2 separate regions of the Zea mays genome follow, and region 1 is linked to region 2. A link is a contact called in public HiChIP or PLAC-seq data. All regions are on one chromosome and are shown on one strand. The core of a region is the stretch at or near the end of the contact, and the rest is flanking DNA. Distances in the headings are between cores, read along the strand shown. Region 1 holds the start of LOC100273350 (protein IRREGULAR XYLEM 15). Region 2 holds the start of LOC606446 (glycosyltransferase).

Region 1 (3,154 bases), core at 507-3,006, 360 kb after region 2:
ATCATCATTAACCGTGATCGAGATCGAGAGAGGTTTTTTTTAAGAAAAAAAAAAGTAGAAGAACAGGTGAGGTGAGGTGAGGTGAGTGACGGGGAAGAGTGAAGCTAGTGGGCCGCCGCCGTGCCGGAGCAGAAGGCGTCCCGGCGGGCAGAACTACCGCCGCGCACGACAAAGTGGGCGAGCGACCGCGTGCTGGTCTCGACGACGCGGTTCTCCTCGCACAGGAACTCCCTGGAGCACGCCCGCTCCACCTCCCGCTCGTAGTCGTGCACCAGGACGTCCGTCTTCACGCCCTCCCCGGCCCGCGTCCGCGCCAGCACCCCCGCCGTGAATATCGCCGACATCCTGCCCGGCGACGAAGCCGTGTACCTGTCAGTCCGCATTGGAGAGGGCATTAGCTAATGAAGTGGGGCTGGGAAAAGATTGGATCTTTCTCCCTCCTCTTCTTTTTTGCATAAGAAGCTGGATGGATCTTGGATGCGGTTAGGGTTTACCCGCGCGGGCCGTCGACGAGGATGACGTCCCAGGAGACGTCGTAGAGCTGGTTGGGGAGGTCGTTGATGGCGAGGCGGCAGTCGGAGAAGAGGAGGTTCTGGACGGGCCGGCACTCGGCGCCCCGCGCGGCGCGGGCGGAGTCAAGCAGGTCCGGGAACTCGCGGACGGTGGTGGTGTAGGCGACGTCGTAGGCCTCCAGCCCCGGGTGGCGGCCCTCCAGGTGGGACACGTAGTACTGGTTCTCGTCGAGGAACACGGTGCGGCCGCCGTGGTTGAGAGCGCGCCACAGCGGCGTCTCCGCGCCGAGCCCGAACACGAGCAGGCTGCACGGCGCGCGGCGCCTGAGCACGGCGGCGATGGCGCGCACGTCGGCGCCCGGCATGCTCGCCGTCGAGTTCCCGCCCGCCGACGCGTACTGCACCAGCGCGTCGAACACGTGCCCCGGCAGGCCCTGGCCCTCCCTCGCTGCCGCGGCGACCGGCACCGCGAACGCCGCCGACCTCGCCCCCGCGCCAGCGGGGTCCCGCGCGGCCGACAGCAGCGTGGTGGCCAGGGAGACGCACGCGAAGCAGGCCAGGAACACGGCGGCGCACACCCGGCGCCGCGCGCCCAGAACCGCCCCGGGCGACCCCGCGCCGCCGGGCGACTTGTTGGACGACGGGTGCACGACCAGCAGCTTCGCCCCGCTCAGCCCCTTCATCTACTCCTGCTTGGTTGGAGCAAGGCAATGGCGAGGCGGAGCAGGCGAGCTGGGCGTGACGGATTTATTGCTACGACTGATCTACTGCTCCTCTTCCTCCTTGCCCGGAGAGAGAGAGATATGGAGAGGGGGAGGAGGAGAAGGTGGTGGTGGCCGCGTGGGATGGGGATGGGGAATGGATCAAGTGTCGGCTCCAGTGGAGGAGGAGGGAGGCCGCAGCGAGATGAAGAAGATGGGATTCGGGAGGTGGTTGCATTCAAGGGCACGGAGGAAAGGAGCTCAGTTCAATCCCGCCGGGATTTGCGGTGGGTGGCACCCTTCGTTTTCGTGACCTCCTCTTGCCCTGCCCTGCCCATCGGCATGGCACGGAGGATTAGGCAAGGCTCCTGCAGCTTATGAAAAAGGAACAATTGGATCTATACCATTAAAAGATCCAAACTTTAGATATATACCATGGACCTCACATGTCATTGACTCATGTGGACCCACATGTAAGTGAGATAATAATGGTATGGATCCAAAGTGGTAATCTTTTAATGGTATGGATCCAAATTTCCCTATGAAAAATGTTTGTTGACTGAAATCTTAAACACTCCGGGAGTTCGGCTTGGAGATGCCAAATCTTGTTTGAACAACTAATGCCGTGGACCTGGTTCGGAGAATTCGTGTGACTGGCTGGATTGCACAAGTTTTGGATTATTGCCGTGGACTTGTTTGAAATACTGTGTTTAAAACAACATATGGTTAGCTACTGGAGAAAACTATACCCAATGGTTCAGCGGTGTAGTTCGATCTGGTTTGCGTCAGCGTAAGGCACGAGTTTTGGCCACGTCAGAAAATCCACGTTGTTAGGCCGTCAACGCTCCTTTGAACGGACGAAACGTTGAGGCACGAAAGCCATCGCTTTCTGCTTCATCCCCTGTTCCCAGTTGCGTGAGAAAACAGCATGATGAATTGAAACGAAACCTGCCACGGTCCAACCTTTTCCTCCACTGCCAGTGTCAAATTCGGCTTGGCCAGGGAACGGCTAGAATGGACACGGTCACGCTGGCTTGTCCTGGGAAACGGCTAGCACGCTGCTCGAGGAGGAGTCCAGTCGATTTTGGAGGTACATCTTTTTTTTTTTTTGGCAGAAATCAGCTTCAAACAAGAGCAGCTCGAGGAAGGAGCGCGATCACACAGATTACGCACAATTTCTCCCGCAAAAGTCAGCATGGATTGAGAAGCAATGAACCAACCCATAAGGCCTCGTTCGGTTGGCGGCCCTATTCCATCCGGATATATTTGGTCAGGATTGAAACCGGAAACAACTAATAATGGTTGTTCGGTTATGTCTAACTCATAATAAAACCAGATTGAAAACAGGTCATTTCAACCCTTTTCACCCCTCAACAGCTCGGATTAAATCCACATCTACAAGCTCCTGGAATCAAACCAAACCAGACCTTCTCAGGTTCTAGTGAACCACCTGGTTTCACTCGATCCGGACCTAGAAGAAAAACATGCTTGGTTTCGATTTGGAACAAACGAACGAGGCCTAAATATTTTCTTTCTTCACCTGACATGCCCGTAAGGCTGATTTCAATGGCCAGTTTCGCCCGCCTAGACATACCATCTTCCTCACTGATGTGGTGGGCTAGAAGGCTGGACGAAATGCTCGTGGCTCGCTGGCTCGCTCGTTTTATGGTCGGCTCGGCTCGGCTTGGATTGGCTCATTTGAATTTTGTCACGAGCTGAGCTGACATCCTAGCTCGGTTCGTTAACGAGCTAGATCGGTTCGTTAACGAGCCAGCTCGCGAGCTAAACGAGCTACCATATTCCAGTAAAACGAAACTATATACATATCATTTACAGAATAATTGATGAACATGTTATATATATGTGAGGTGTTTATGGCCTATGAATTAAACTAATGATTAATGAACTATGTCTATGTGTTAATTTGGTCTATGCAAATAT
Region 2 (3,088 bases), core at 72-2,571:
TGAGTTCAACACAAAACCAGCCCACTCCAAACCCCTGGGCAGAACAGGGGCTGCTTCACCAACAACTGTGGCCGTCTTCCCAGAGAAGGGCAATGAGTTGAACGTGTGCCATCCAATCAGATGCCCTGAGGAGTTGCAAGCAGGGCCCTGGACTGGAAGAGGCATATTCTGCTTGTCCTCCTCGCTGAGCCGTAGTTGGTCTGCCGTGCCAGTATGCGCAAGGATTCCGACGGATACAGCACCCATCCACTGGACCTTCTGCACCTCATCGAACAGCTCCATGCTATGAACATTGCTGTCGTCGGTGAAAACAACTACGCCATCCATCTTCCTCTCGCGGATCACGCTGCGCAAGGAAACCTGTCCTTCATCAACCGCCGTCTTTCCATAAATACTATGCTAGCTAGCTGAGGAAGTAGTAAGGGAACCATACATACCGTAGGGCGTGGAGGCGCATCCGGTTCTCAGTGGCGTGGCGGTCGGCCCAGTCGTGGGGCATGCGGTCAGGGAAGGGGATGTGAACGAAAGTGAGGCCAGAGCGCGCAAGCATTGACGCCGTGGCGTTGGTGGTGCCGCCTGCCTCGACGACGATCCAGGTGAGCGGGTACGGCACGTTGCGGAGTGAGTGGAGGAGGCCGGTGAGGTGGAGCGCCTGGAACGCGCGTGAGTAGGTCGGGGTGACGGCGAGCACCTGCCTCGGCTCCTTGACGCCGTACCAGCGGCGCTGTTCCTCCTGCACGCGCTCCATGATCCGGTGCGCCCGCATCACCTCGACGGGGTCCGGGTGCGGCCACGGCCGGATCCGAATCCCGTGCCTCCCCACCACGACGTGACTCTGTGGGTTCCCGGACGCCGCCCCCTTGTCGGCCACATCCAGCGCGGTGCGGTTAGCGGGGGTGGAAGGGGGAGTGTTGGCGGCGGCGAAGGAGAGCGTGAAGGTGTTGGTCGTCGTCGTCGTGGTGGTCGTGGTGGTGGTTGTCGTGGTGGTGGCGCGAAGGACCGCGGCCGAGGAGGAGGAGGTGCTGGAGCGGTAGAGCGCGGTGGTGGAGAAGAGCAGGAAGAAGAGGAGACGCGAGAAGCGGAAGCCGAGGAAGAGCGAGATGAGGCAGCAGAGCGCGTGGAGCAGGAACCAGAAGGTGGAGGAGGCGGGCGCCCGCGGCCCCGCGCCGCCGCCGTCGGACATAGCCCCGTCTGCCCCCGCGGCGCCGCCCGCCGACGACCGCGCGGCCGCCGCCGCCGAGCGCCGCAGCTGGCTCTGCGGCAGCAGCGACTTCATCATAGCCGCTGCGGTAGTCGGATCTGGTGGGCTCACCCCGCCCCGCGGCGCTCCCTCCTCCTCCGCCCGGCTCGAACCGAATCAATCGATCGCGCTCGTCGGCGGGTAGGGGTGGAGCCGTGGAGGGGTGGATAGTTTTTGAGGGGGAGAGGTTGGTGGGAGGTGAAGTACGGTGCACGAAACAACGGGCGCGGAGGTGAGGTGAGCTATCAATTGGTGGGCAGAGGAAAAGGGGAGGAGCAGGGGGGAGAGCGTTGGGCTGGGTTGGTGCCCGACGGGGGCGGGGACGCGGTCGCTGCTGAAGCCGCGAAGAAGCCAAATGCAAGGCGTGCGCGTCTGCGCGGCGCGGTCCGGAGGGATCGGGTTGGGGGAGTTTGGTGAGGAGGTGGGGGCGGGATGCCGAACCCGCAGGCCGCGGACGGGGTCGGCGGCGCGGCATGCGCGGGAGGCGGGACAGGTTGGATTGGGATTGGGATTGGGATTGGGATTGGGCTGGAGTACGGGAGCAGGCCGCGGGTCGGTCGCCGGACACACTCGCGCGTTCGTGACGGCGTGTTGCCGTGTCGCGTGTCGTCATTTTGTGTTTTTATTTTATGAAGATATAAAAAAAACATAAATTGCTTGAGAGGTGTGGTAGTGATTTGTGTTTCTCACGTTTTCAATGATTGAGATAGGCAGCTGCCGGCGTCGGCGGGATTTCAGGTCTGTGCCAGCTGCGTTTGACTTTCGTGCTTAGTGTGTGTTTGGTTTGCCCCTCTAAAATTTAGTCTCTATCACATCGAATGTTTGAACCTCCGTTTGGGGTATTAAATGTAATCGGATTATAAAACTAATTTCTCAGCTAAAGATTAAAAAGTGAGACGAATCTAGTACAGTTGGTTGGGTCTATATTTCATACTCCTATTTGAAAGTCAAACGCTTGATGTGACCCGGGCTAAACTTTAGTCCACAGAACCAAACACCCCCTTAGCGTCGGTTCAGGGGTTTTGTCCCGAATGACCATAAAGAAGCCATGTTTGTACAGACTAGCTCTGGTCATAATTCCTAGAATCTGTATAGTCCAAATTCCATAGTTCAATAAAGTACAGATGACCGCGCTACTAGTAATGAATCACAATTCAAATATTTCTTCATAATTTATTAAGATCCTAAATATTAATTTAGTCTAAAATTAATAAATTTAGAGCACGATACCAATCCAATTTTGATCCTTAAATCTTGTAATGTAAAATCTAAGGCTCATGGTCAGCCCTAGCTCCTGCACAAAGTTATGCTCAATTTAGATATGCATAACTACATTTACGTTCAATTTTTTAATACATAACTACGGTGTGTTTCATTCGCGAAATATAGAGTAAGTCTATTCTTTAAATTTAGTAGAAAATCTAATTTCTTATACTAGTACTAATAATTAATAAATATATTTTGAGAAATAGAATAGTGATGGATTAATTTAGTCTATTCCATAAAAAACAGTAGAGTGAAATGGTGATGGATCGCTTTATTCCTCGAACCAAACGTCCTAATAGTTTTGGCCATGTATCTATATTAATTTCGTCAATCTCAATATTTATAAGCTAAATGTTTTTAACATGTTTATAGAAAGATTTATAAGTTCAATATTTTTATAGAGATAGAGTGTGTATATACGTTCACAGGGCTGATCTACGAGTGTCTGCATCTGATTCGGGCGAAGAAAGATCGTCCTAACTGGGGCACGCTGTCCGTGTGATTTGTAATCCAAATTTAGGAAACCTGCAAGGATCCTTTTCTTTTTCATGCGAACCTACAGTGTTATTATAATGCTTATTA

Evidence for each region. HiChIP or PLAC-seq counts read pairs in DNA pulled down with a chosen protein or histone mark.
Region 1: an H3K4me3 HiChIP or PLAC-seq map of leaf shows a contact between it and region 2, with 5 times the contacts expected there. The contact joins the promoter of LOC100273350 here to the promoter of LOC606446 in region 2. A contact is called at or near these places in 3 of 25 Hi-C or Micro-C datasets (bundle sheath, endosperm and tassel) and 1 of 3 datasets of contacts at active chromatin or transcription factors (leaf).

Annotation. Positions count from the first base shown.
Region 1 is chr5:52,122,977-52,126,130 of Zm-B73-REFERENCE-NAM-5.0, forward strand. LOC100273350 (protein IRREGULAR XYLEM 15) reads right to left here and starts at 1,757. Exons shown (of 2, transcript XM_008646746.4): 1 at 495-1,757; 2 at 1-369. The coding sequence starts at 1,195. The coding sequence ends at 105.
Region 2 is chr5:51,759,774-51,762,861 of Zm-B73-REFERENCE-NAM-5.0, forward strand. It overlaps LOC606446 (glycosyltransferase), which reads right to left and starts at 1,322. Exons shown (of 3, transcript NM_001310741.1): 1 at 438-1,322; 2 at 1-346. The coding sequence starts at 1,279.